2 separate regions of the Sus scrofa genome follow, and region 1 is linked to region 2. The links are chromatin contacts, called in public HiChIP or PLAC-seq maps. All regions are on one chromosome and are shown on one strand. Each heading gives the region's core, a stretch centred on a gene start, on an enhancer-like site or on the middle of the called end of the contact. The rest is flanking DNA. Distances are from core to core; before and after follow the strand shown.

Region 1 (6,362 bases), core at 1,787-4,286, 100 kb before region 2:
GTGTTTCAAAATTTTATTTTCAAAAAACAGATGGTAGGCTGGACTGGGTCCACAGGCCATAGTTTGCCAACCCCTGATTTAGAGAAAGGGTCCATGAATATTTATTGAGTACAAACTATTTGTTCTAGTCACTTGGAATGCATAAGAGAACAAAAGAGTCCTGTCCTCGGGGAGCTTTCATTCTGCCTCCTCTATTACTAGACAATAAGCATAGTAAATCTGATTATGTAATACACTGGAAAGTGATATAATGGAAGAGAGAACCACCAGAGCAGAGTGAGGGGGGCACGGTTGCCGTTGAATGTTGGACAGTCAGGGTAGGCCACACTGAGATGGTGAGATTTGAGCAAAGGTGTGAAGGAAGCAAACAGGTTAGCCTGTGGATATCTGGGGAAGAGCTCCAGGTACAGGGAACAATCTTTGCAAAGGCCCCAGGTAGGAATGTGCCTGGTATGTTTCAGGAGTAGCAGGATCAGTGTAGGTAGAATGGTGTGACTGAGAAGGAAGAGGTTCATTGTTTATTTCTTCCAGAAGATTTCCATGGCCCCCAGGGAGCTTCTGGGTCAAAGTGCTTCTCCACTATTGGGTAACTGTTTTGCCATGTATATAAACGTTCTATAGCCTAAACTTTAAACGCCACATAATGTTTCATCTTATGACTGCACCATTTATTTTTGTAATTTCCTAGCAGTGGACTTTCAGGTGGTTTTCGAAGTTTTCATTACTGTAACAGCAAAACAGTGAATATTCTTATGGTTATGTTTTTTTACCAAATCCAAGATTCTTCCTTAGAATAGATTCCTAAAAGTGGGATCACTGAGCCAGGGAAGGGAGAATGTTAAGGACCTTTGAGGTGTATTTCTCAGGCCCTTGTAAAGGGTGCTGTCAGCCCCAGCCACAACCTCTTCACATACCCCTGCCTGTCTTTCACACTCTGGGTCATCGTTCTAGGCTCAAGCACAGACATCAGCGAGGACTGGGAGAAGGACTTTGACTTGGACATGACTGAGGAAGAAGTGCAGATGGCACTTTCCAAAGTGGACGCCTCTGGGGAGGTGAGTGGGCCTGATTGGCCACAGGGAGGCAAGCCCAATGATCCCAGGTCTCAGGACTCGCCCCACCAAGCCCAGGTGTCCCCTCAGGATGGGTCTTTGCTCCTAGCTAGGTGGCAGGCTTTCGGGAAAGGAGCTCAGGCCTCCCACTCAGGCCCAGAACAGTTGTGATCAGCAGGCTCTGCCTCCCCTCGATTCCAGGGTGGATGGCTGGGAGAGTACTTGACATTAGCTCCTGTCAGAATTACCTGGGGAGCTACTAAAAAATGATTTGCCATCCTGCCCCAGATCTTTTGATTCATGGTGGCCAGATGGGGGGAACTTGAGCAAACTCCTGGCCTTGGAGACAATTTGACAGTGTGATCACTGAACCTGAGCCTCTGTGGCCTGGCATTGATCACTGTAATCTCATACACTGTGATAGATGATGCATGTGCACACTTGAGGCATAGTCCCTGGGAAACATGGGAGCACTGGTCCATGTTCCTGAAACCACCACAAAAGCCAATCCAGTTATAAGCTCAAAGGCCTATTATTCTAAACCACTTCTCAGGATCAAGAATGGGTCGTTTTGAATCAGAGCCTGGGGATGAAGCTCTCACAGCTAATAAGGGACAGGATTGAGGCTCCAGTCCACACATGTGATTCAAGTCATTTTATATCCACTGTCACACAAGAACCACATGGTTCCTTCCATCATGTAGCTCAAGAACCTGCTCTAAAGAGGCGAACAGATTAGAGAGATGGGAAGGGCCTTATTTTTCATGTTGGGAGACTGAGGCCTGGGGGCAGGTAGTGACTATGCAAGAGTATTTTACACCTGTGACCTCACTATACTCAGGATAGAGAAGGTCTTGTGCCCTCTCATGCCACAGGGCCTTCATGTCTTTGCTGTCTTCGAAGCCCTTTTTTGGTTTTTGGTTTTTTTTTTCTATTTTGGCTGCCCTGCGGCATATGGAATTTCTGGGCCAGGGATCAGAACTGAGCTGCAGTTGTAACCTAAGCTGCAGCTGCAGCAACGCCAGATCCTTAACCCACTGTGCTGGGCCAGGAATAGAACCTGTGTCCCATGTTCCCAAGATCCTGCTAATCCCATTGTGCCACTGCAGGAACTCCTTTGCAGCTCTCTTTATTTTATTTTATTATTATTATTATTTTTTTTGTCTTTTTCTATTTCTTGGGCCGCTCCCACGGCATATGGAGGTTCCCAGGCTAGGGGTCCAATCGGAGCTGTAGCTACCAGCCTACGCCAGAGCCACAGCAACACGGGATCCGAGCCACATCTGCAACCTACACCACAGCTCACAGCAACGCCAGATCGTTAACCCACTGAGCAAGGGCAGGGACCGAACCTGCAACCTCATGGTTCCTAGTCGGATTCGTTAACCACTGCGCCACGACGGGAACTCTTGCAGCTCTCTTTAAAACTTGACATATGATAATGCAGAACAGAATCACTCTATAACCCATCATACCAGGGATTGCTGCCAACAAGCCAGAAGAGTTGCCTACAGAGACTTCAGCTGGGGATTAGGGAGCTAGAGCCCCAGGTAGAGACCCTGTGAGCCCCTGTAGTCCAGTGCCATGCTTGCTTCTAATCACAGTGCCACTCTCAAGTTTCCTGCCTCTCAGACTCGTGTTCTTAGCTGCTCTGCAGGAGACAAATTTTCCTTAAGGGGTTGACTGACTTAGTTCTTATAGGCAGGGTATCCCCTTGTAGTGTCCAGTGTTGATTGGTAGAAGCTTTCCTTTGAGTCTGGAGCAATCAGAGCAGCCGACTCACCCCCTAGGCAGAGGGCAGCTCTGCTCCCCAGACATTCCTTAAGGCTAGTAGTTCGCATTTATAGGAGGCTGCATATGGCCCAGGGGTGGGGGTTGTGGGAGGGCTTTCCTGAAATGGAGGCAGCTGGGGAGCCTGGGTCTGGGCTTGACTCAGAGGAGTAAATACGTGTTTGTGCTCTCCATTATCCCCTCCCTTTGCAGCTGGAAGACGTAGAGTGGGAGGACTGGGAATGAGGGGAGCCAGAGCACGCAGCTCCCCCGCCACAGCACCTCCCACCTCCCTCGCACGTCTCAGCCTGGCCCTGGAAGACACTGACTAAGACTGTCCCCTAAATGGCCTCTATCAGCCAGAGCTCTGGGGAAATTCTGGGTTGCTCCTTGTTGGCCCTTTAGGCCTCTCCGCACATCTGGGAAGGGGCTCGATAAATCCAAATCAGGAACTCTGACTTGTGCTAACCCTAGGATGACCCGAGGGGGAGGAGACCTACCCCCACCGGAAGAGCTTACATTTTTCTGCTGAATGCCCTCTGTTCCTGGGTACGCTTGCTAGGAAGTCCCAAGGGATAGCCCTAGCCCATCTACCTGTGTAGACAGAGGCTAAACCACCAATCTCTTGGAGGACGCCGAGACAACACACTCTCACCTACAAGCAGGCAGGGAAGGCCGTGCCACCTGCCTTTGGCTAGACAGGGATGCGAACACATTTCAGTTCCTATCCCAGCGGGTAAGAGGCATTCGCTTCTGGGACATTTGCCTCTCTTAGGAATCTCCCTCCCAGGCATTTTCCATTCCTGGAAAGGTTCCTTGTGGTTCAGAATCTAGAGACCAAATTTTGAGTTCCCGCCTCCCTCCTTTCACCCAGTCCAGGTTGGTATGTCCCCAATGCCTTTCCCAAGGCTTCTTCATGTCAGATGCACCCGAGTCCTTAGCCCAGCTGTGCCACCTGCAAGAGTCTGCTCTTGCTCCTCTTCCCCTCCCCAAGAAGGGAGGGGGCCACTTCAGGCCCTTCCATGCGTTGACTGGCAGGATACCTTGTCCAACCAGCTACCCACCTCGACTCCCCTGTAGCTTAGGACACAAGCCAGCTACCAGCGGTACAGAGCAGTGATCAAAGCCGAGTACTTACAACTCTGGTAAGCCCAGCTTCTCCGCCGCAACCCTTCGGTTTCCTGAAGGGATATGTTGGGGGTGAACTTCTTGAGACTCTCATCAGGCTTCTGCAAAAGCTCTTCTTCCTGAAGGCAGATCCAGTCTTTGTGGCTCTCACCCTCCACACTGGTAAAGCTGCGCCTCTCTTGGGGGAATGAGGGGCTGCAGGAATCCCTGGAGCCCCTGGTGCTTCATGATGCTGCTCTGGTGATTCTTGTACATAATCTGGTGTGTTCACCAATGATTTAAAGGGATCGTGGTCAGGGACGCCAAGAGAGTGGTGGTCACTTCCACTTCAGACCTTCCGTGAGGGGGTGGGATGGAGAGAATGCTTAATCTTTTTTTTTTTTGATGGGATGGGGTTTTCTCTTTGTAATTATTTCTTTAGTTTAATTAACCTTTTGGTTGTTTGTGCAATATTATATATTTTAAATTATAATGCATCTCCCCAGAGTATTTTCTAGCTGGGAAAAGAAAAAAGGAAAAAAAAAGATTCTAACAGCTGTTAGTTTTGTAATTAAAAAAGAAAGAAAAAAGAACTTTTTCCTGAACCTTTTCCAGATTTGCCGTTAACAGCATTAAAGAGATTCAACAGAAGCTGGAAAGTGTCTGGGGGTCTGTTCTTGTCCCCACAGCAACTGCCTAGAGCCAGAGCAGGGTGGCTTCCTACTTAGAGCCTGGGGGAGGGTTGTGGTGGGAGGTAGCCTGGGTCCTGAGGAAGTCCCTTGTCCTCATCCCAGACTCGGCTCGGCCTTTGGGATGAGGAAGGGCCAAGCCCCCAGCAGGCCTCTCACCAAGACAAGGAGTCAAGAGGCTGTTCTGCATTCCCAACGCTTCTGCTTTTATTTGGAAAGGAAGTTGCAACAACAGTTTTTTCAGTTGCTCTTGGTCATTTTTCTCCTGTCCTCCCCCTGTACGTGTATGATTCTGGGGACTGTTTTTAATTAACTTTAGTTAAACACCGGTATGAAAATCACTTGTCAGCCGTAATAAAAGGGAAGTCTGAATGAGGCCCTCTCGTTCCATGAAGATCTTTAAAGGGAAAGAGAAGTAAGGCTGGGGAGGGTATAGGTAAGATTTAGGATAAGTAAACTTAAAGTGTAAAATATATATCAACATTTTAGAAGCGGGTTTTTGGGTTTGCTTTCTCCCCCTGCTTTATTGGGGAGGACTTGCCATTGCTTTTATCAAGTGCTTGCTAGCCATGGATGCCAACTAACTTCTTCAATTGAAGGCCGGAGGGTCATGTCTGGTTCCAGGAGCCGCTTCAGCAAGTCCTGGCATTCGGCTGAGATGCCCAGATGAGTGGGGAAGGACACCCCTTTCTGCTGCTGCCACAGCATCTTGGGGATGTCTGTGTCATCAAAAGGTAGGCTGGCACAGAGCATGACGTACAGGACCACGCCCATGCTCCAGATGTCCCCTTTCTTGCTATCGTGGGGAATACCCTGCAGTACCTCGGGGGCGGCATAGGCTGTGCTGCCGCAGAAGGTCTGGCTCAGCTCCCGGCATGACTTGGGCAACACCTTGGCGAAGCCAAAGTCTGTCAGCTTCAGGTTGAAACCCTGCAACAAGGCGTTCTCGCATTTGAGGTCCCGGTGGGCCACACCACAGCCATGGCAGTAGCGGATGGCCTCGACCATCTGACGGAAGAGGGCCCTGGCCCGGCTTTCAGGCAGTGGCCCTCCATTCAGCACGCAGTCAAAGACATCCCCTCCTTCAGCCAGCTCCATTACCAGGTAGATTTTCCCGTCAGCAGACTCCAGCATCTCATACACTTGAATGATGTTCTTGTGGTCCAGGGTACGGACAATCTGGAGCTCCCGAGGCAGGAATCTCTGGATAAACTCTAAGGACACAAGGGAAAAGAGAAGGAGTGTCAAGTCCAGAAGGGCCTAGAACTCCTCTCCTGACTCCTGCCTTCCAGCTCTGGCCCACCATGTCTGGGTCTTGTGCCTTGGTTCCCTTGCACAGCCTTTAACATCCAGCTATTTGGACACTGCAAAGAATGTTCACCCCTGTTGTTTTTGTAGCTAATATATTATTCAGAGGAACTGTTCCCTGTCAGCCTCAGGGACCGTTGTGAGCAGCCTGTGAGACCGTGGATATCAAAATGCTTTGGAGACTTTTTAGACAAAGCTGTTGAATCTTTTGTGAGGCCTGATTGCCCACAGCGTGGTGAGCCAGCTCCTCTCACCTCTGACTCCTGAGTCACAGTTCTTTCCATAAGCCCTGTCTTTTCCCAGTCTCTACCTTCCTTGGCCCCACTCCTGCCCTCTGCTAGTCCTGGCCACAGCCTTCCAGTCTCTTCCCGTCCTGGAATAGGAAAGCCCTGGTGGGCTTGGATTCTGTTTCTGAGGATCCTTCTACCTCCTGCAG
Region 2 (6,197 bases), core at 1,659-4,158:
TAAGGAGATGGGTGTGGGAAGTGCGTGTGAAAGGGCTGGGATTTTCCTGGACTGCTAACCCAGAAGCCACGTGATGCCCATCCGGGTGGGGGCTGAGGGAGCCCTGCTCCTCTGGCCCCTTGGATAAAATTTATTGTCTTTGTCCAGAAGGAGACACCCAGTTCCCAGAAAGGAAGTTGCTCCAGGATAAGAAAAGCATCATCCACACCAGTCTTGGACCTCTTCCCAAGACCAAGGTTAAGGGAATGGGGAGGGGATAGGAGACTGATAAGCTGTGCCCTGTGTCCACTCATGTCACTGGCCCTTCAGCAAGGGAATCGTGTCTAGATCCCTGGCTCGAGAGTCAGAGATCTGGTTCTGGTATAGGTTCTGTGGGACCTTGGACAAGTCACTGACCCTCTATTGAGACAGACCAATTATTTCAAGCTCTATTCTAAAGAACTTCATGTTCCCTTGGAAATTCCTCAAGGATGATGTGTGGGGCTAAATGCAGCATTGGGCTCCTGGACCTTCTTCTCCCTGCCCCTCCCAGGGCTTCAACCAGAGAAGTTCCCTTTTTAAAACTTTGTGTTGCAATGTAACACACACAGAGAGAAACTTCCATGTCAGAAGTATGTGGCTTGATGAGTTCTTCCAAACTGATTACACTTATATAAGCAGTACCCAGATGGAGCGAAGGAATATTACCAGCATCCAGGAAGTCTCCTTTGTGCTCCTGCCCTATCGCAACTCTTCTAAGGGCAATGTAACCAAACATAGGGCTTGCTCATGTGCCCCAAATGCAAAAAGCCAAGATCTGACTTTGCAACAAAGTAAGGGTTCACTTCGGGGGTGGGGGCAACAAAGGAGTAGGAAAAAAGCCCCAGATCCACTCGAACTTGGTCTTTGAGGGTTAGATTTTTGTTTTTGTTTTTTTTAAGGGGAAGAACAAAGAGGCTGGGATTAATCATCATCTTGTGACGTTTCTGTTTCTGTGACATTTCTTCATTTCCTTTTTTCTTTTCTTTTTTTTTTTTTTTTTTTTTTTTGTCTTTTTGGGGCCGCACCTGCAGCACATGGAAGTTCCCAGGCTAGGGGTCGAATCAGAGCTGCAGCTGCTGGCCTACGCCACAGCCACAGCAATGCCAGATGTGAGCTGCATCTTTGATCGACACCAGAGCTTGCAGCAATGCCAAATCCTGAACCCACCGAGTAAGGCCAGGGATGGAACCTGTGTCCTCGTACTAGTTGGGTTTGTTATTGCTGAGCCACAATGGGCTGCTCCGCGGCATATGGAGTTTCCCAGGCTAGGGGTCAAATTGGAGCTGTAGCCACTGGCCTATGCCAGAGCCACAGCAACTCGGGATCTGAGCCGCTTCTGCAACCTGCACCACAGCTCACGGCAACGCCAGATCATTAACCCACTGAGCAAGGGCAGGGATCGAACCCGCAACCTCATGGTTCCTAGTCGGATTCGTTAACCACTGCGCCACGACAGGAACTCATGTGACGTTTCTTAATTGTAGTTTCAGGCGTCAGGATGTCTCTGGTTTAAGATTATCTGGCTAGGGAGTCCATGGCTTCGGGCTGATGAGCTGTTACCTCATCTTGCCCTGGAGAAACAACTGGAGTTTGTCTGTTAATGACGATATCTAGAATAGCAATTTTAGTACATTAGTGATGTTACTGACAACAGCAATTTTAGTCACCTCACTCTGGTTGATTATTCAGTTAGCACAAGATTATGGTCAAAGGGGACAAAAAGGGGATTAAAGTTTGGATAGAGAGAATCATAAACTCAGTAAGAGAACTTGCTTTTATTTTTTTTTAATTTTTATTTTATTTTGTTTGTTTTTTTGTCTTTTTTAGGGCCGCACCCGCGGCATATGGAGGTCCCAGGCTAGGGGTCTAATCGGAGCTGTAGCCACAGCCACAGCAACGCCAGATCCAAGCCGGGTCTGTGATCTACACCACAGCTCATGGCAATACTGGATCCTTAACCCACTGAGCGCGGCCAGGGATCGAACCCACAACCTCATGGTTCCTAGTCGTTGTTAACCACTGAGCCACAACGGGAACTCCGAAAAAATAAAAATCTTAAAAAAAAAAAAAAAGAAATGCAAAAAAAAAAAAGAGAGAGAGAGAGAACTTAGTTTTAGGGGGACTTGGTTTCAGTGATACTACCCTAATTTCTGACAGCATAGATTCGCTTTGCCTTTTTGTATACTTTCCAGTGTTCTCAACTTCAGCATGGATCAGAATTGCCTGGAAAGCTTGTTTAAGCAGATTGCTGGGCCCCATTCCCAGAGCTTCAGATTCAGTGTATGTCAGGTAGGGCCTGATAATTTGCATTTCTGAGGAATTCCCATCCCAGCTGATTTCAGCTGGTCTGGAATTTTACAATTCGTACTCTTTTATGTCTGATTCCTTTCACAGAGTGGTTCCAACTTTATGTTTATATGATGGGGGGGAGGGTCCACCGATGACTTCATTATTTGAAAGAAGGGTCTTGCACACACACAAAAGCCTGAAACCTGGTAGACCAGAAGGCTCGTTAAAGGCAGGGAGACATTTCTTCTTGGTAATCAGCCTTTAACACGGTGTAGGCATCAGTGTTAAAGAAATATAAGAACACTTGGATGGATGGGTCTTCCAGCTTAAGTGCGTCTTTTCCCAGGCTGAAAACTCTGTGAACGGAACTTCCCTCGGCCATCCTTGCGTCTCAACACCCAATGTAAGGCCCAGCTCGGTGCAGAGTCCATTCATGTTTGGTGGAAGGATGGAGAGACGCGGGATGGGGCTTCTGTACCAGAAGTGGCCCCCATAGAGGGCGCCCTCAGGCAGGGACTTCCAGCTGTGGTGGGGGAGGGGCGCCAGCGACACAGCTGCTTGTGTTTAAGGTGGACCAGGGGATTTTCCCCCCACCCTGCCTCCGCCGTAGGGGAGGATGCAGACAGTTCCCCGTTTCACATCTACCCTTTCTACCCCTTCCACCAGGGTACAGGAGAAAGACGGTCTTTTCCTTTATTTTTTGAAATCAGTGGGAGTGCCAGCTCCCCAGAATTAAAAACAACAGCAACACACAAAAATGAGGTCCTCCGGCAACTCAGGCAGGAGGTAAAGGGCTTTACCAAGGTTATTCTCCCCATTTCACAGATGATGAAATTGAGGTTTCCTTAACAGTTTCTACTAGCCCCAGGGTCTCACTAAGAAGTGTTGGCAATGGGGGGGGGGGGTCCTGTGACGCTGTGTGATCTTTTCCTCCAAGGGGCCTCCTTAACAGCTGTCCTGCCGGCGTCGCCAGCTGCCCAGCCAGTTCCTGTCCCTTTCGGAGTCCGCGCTCACCCGCCTGACGCTCCTAGAGTCTGTCCTCCTGTCGGGCCCCAGGCCCTCCGCTGGAGGAATGGAGTTCTCGGAGCTGATACGTACGGGCCAAGCCCAAGCCGAGCTCCTGCGGGGCTCGGAGACGCCCCCGCTGCGCGGCACGCTCTGCGTCACCGGCCACCACCTGCTGCTGTCGCCAGGGGCCCAGGCGACTCCAGATCTGTGGCTGCTGCTGTTGCGTAGTGTCGACTCCATCGAGAAGCGGTGAGAGACGTGGCGGCGACGTCCGGGTAGTTGGGGAGCGCGCGGCTCCGCAGGGAGAGGGGGAAGGGCAAGCGCTGTTGGAGCTGGTGCGCCCCTGCATAACGTGCGACCCTACGAAACTCCCTTCTCCTCCCCTGGTCGGGGGCGGGGGACATTAAGCCTAAACCCGTACATCTCTAGGGTCGAGGGTGACTCCGGCACCATCACGCTGCGCTGTAAGGACCTGCGAGTGTTGCAGCTAGAAATAGAGGGCGTGGAGGCGACGCTGGACATCGCCCGCTCCATCGAGGTCCGCCAAGGGTGCACCAGAGGCCCTTAAGCTACCTATCCCTTAACGAGGGGGTCAGCGGGGGTTATCGCTCAAGGGGACCCAGCATCCAGTGTTATTCTGGAGCAAAGCTAATGGCAAAGAGATGCAGAGGGTTCTGGAGTAGATGGAGAGGCGAGAGCTGCGGTGCGGAGGGCTGGATTCCAACCTTTCCCAGATGCCTTGACTTCCTTCCCAGGCGCTGTCCTCCCTGGAATCAGTCATCACCTCCTTTCCATTCTTCTACCGTCCCAAGAGCTTGAGATTGGGCGATGCCTGGCACTTCCACCCGCCCGAAAGCTACTACAAGAGAGTAGCTCGCGAGGTGGGCGCGGTCGTGGGGGCCTGGGAATGTGGAAGAGCCGGCCCTGGAAGGGGAGCAGGGACGGGGCACTCACTGGGAGCCCTAGACCTGATCTTTGCTCCTTCTTGTGCCACAGACCAACGCTTGGCGGCTGAGCGAGGCGAACGAGGACTTCAGTTTGTGCCCCAGTTACCCCCGCGCTGTGATCGTGCCTCGAGCGGTGAACAACGATGCCCTGGCGCGCAGCGCCCGCTTCCGCCAGGGAGGCCGCTTCCCGGTTCTCAGCTACTACCACGCTCCCAGCGGAACTGTGAGCCCCGCCCCTCCCCAGACCCCGCCGCTAGAAGCCTCTGCTCCCTCCTTGGGTCTTCTCTGCACTGGTCTGGCCAGTTCGTTGCCCGGCTGTTGCCTGGCGGCTGTTGCGGGGCTCCGGCTCTATTCTGGCTCTGCCCCCCTCGGCTCAATCCTGCTTTCACCGACGCGGACCCCGCCCCTCTCTCCGGTTTTCGGAGCCTCGCCTATGTCCCGCCCAGACTTCGGCTGGTTTGGGCCCCCTGGAGCCTCGTCCCTCCTTTGTCAACCCATGACCCACCCACGGTCTACCCATCAGGTCCCTACCCACTCCGGCCACAAGCCACCCAGACCTGGGTCCGACGCCCATGGGCCTTCTGCGCCCCTTCCGGCTCTAGCCCTGCTCCAGTGTGTATGTAGCCCTGGCCTAGGGACCCTATGAACAAAGTCCCTGAACCAGGGCTAGGTGGGTAAGGCTTCCGGAGCCGAGTCCTTGTTCCTTGTTCGCAGGCGGTGCTACGTTCCAGCCAGCCCCTGACTGGGCCTCAGAAGCGGCGTTGTGCTGAGGATGAGGAGCTGCTGCGAGCTGTGCTGGCGGGGGCTCGCCCTGGGGCCCAGGGTTTCATCGTGGACACTCGCTCGACCCAGGCTGCCAAACAGGCGCGCATGACTGGTGGCGGCACGGAGTCCAAGGCTGCCTACCCGGGCTGGAAACGGCTGCACCGGCCCCTGGAGAGGTAAGGAGCCTTCCCACCCTCTCCTAACCTCTCTCCTGCAGGACTTTTCATGGTTGTGGTTGGGGGACGGGTGTATTCCAGAAACCTTGAGGTCTGACTGTTAGGTCTCTCCTGGAAACCATCCTGCCAAGTGGGCATCCCACTGACGGAGCCCATGCCTCTGTAGGCACAGCAACTCTGTGCCTAGAAAAAAGTACCTCTTTAAAACTCTTTCCTGGTTTTTCCAGGAACAACCTCACCACACAAACACACACCCCTCTGCACTGGTCCCAGCCCTGCCCTGAAGGCTCTGCCCACACAGCTGTCATCTGTTCCCTCTGTCTCCAGGTGCTGGTAGCACCACGAGGAGATCCTGAGGCAGTTTTTGTGCTTTGAGGAGAGTGGACTGCTTCCTTATCCAGAATACAAAACTCTGTTTATTCATTTATTCAACCCACATTGACCCGGCACAGAGGCTGAGATGGTGGCCAGCCCAGATGTGGCTGGAAGATCAGCAGTAAACAGGCAGCTGGAATTCAGTGTGGTATGTAGCAGCACAGAGAAGGCACCTGTCTCTTAGGTCATCCAGAGAAAGTTTCCCTGAGAACAGGATGCTTTAGCTGAGACCAGGGAGGAGGGGTGAGCCCCGGGCGGGGGTGGGGGGGACACTCCAGGTGGAAGGCGCTGCAGGTGTGTGGGGCAGGGAGCCCAGTCATCTGTCCTGGTTTTGGAACTGTGTGCACCTCAGTGTGATAGGAGTGTGGAGTGTGAGGAGGAAGCAGAGAGGGACAGATGGAGGTGGAGAGGCTGAAGGGGTGACAGAGCCCAGAGCAAAGGTCTTGTACGCCATGATTTTGAGCTTAGATTTTACCCTAAAGGCAGAGGGGAGCCACTGAAGGCTTTCAAACAAGGCTGACAAAGTCTCAATTAGATTTTCTGGCAGGAGGTTACTGGTGATCTAGAGCAGAACGGTTCCTGGGAAGTAGGAGCAGATACCAGAATCCCAAGAGCA

What was found. HiChIP or PLAC-seq counts read pairs in DNA pulled down with a chosen protein or histone mark.
Region 1: a contact with region 2 is called in an H3K27ac HiChIP or PLAC-seq map of alveolar macrophages. The contact joins the promoter of FAM229A here to the promoter of LOC106510645 in region 2. A contact is called at or near these places in 1 of 5 promoter capture datasets (liver), 3 of 47 Hi-C or Micro-C datasets (embryonic fibroblasts, heart right ventricle and skeletal muscle) and 2 of 2 datasets of contacts at active chromatin or transcription factors (alveolar macrophages and skeletal muscle).

What each region holds. Positions count from the first base shown.
Region 1 is chr6:88,810,368-88,816,729 of Sscrofa11.1, reverse strand. It overlaps FAM229A (protein FAM229A), which reads left to right and starts at 3,036. Exons shown (of 3, transcript XM_003127761.4): 1 at 3,036-6,362. BSDC1 (BSD domain-containing protein 1) reads left to right here. Exons shown (of 12, transcript XM_005665183.3): 10 at 952-1,055; 11 at 3,036-6,362. The coding sequence ends at 3,068. TSSK3 (testis specific serine kinase 3) reads right to left here. Exons shown (of 2, transcript NM_001287419.1): 2 at 5,171-5,832. The coding sequence ends at 5,171.
Region 2 is chr6:88,709,559-88,715,755 of Sscrofa11.1, reverse strand. It overlaps LOC106510645 (myotubularin-related protein 9), which reads left to right and starts at 2,908. Exons shown (of 11, transcript XM_021095804.1): 1 at 2,908-3,096; 2 at 3,248-3,567; 3 at 3,748-3,856; 4 at 4,074-4,199; 5 at 4,315-4,488; 6 at 4,980-5,206. The coding sequence starts at 3,383. It overlaps FAM167B (protein FAM167B), which reads right to left and starts at 46. Exons shown (of 3, transcript XM_005665176.3): 1 at 1-46.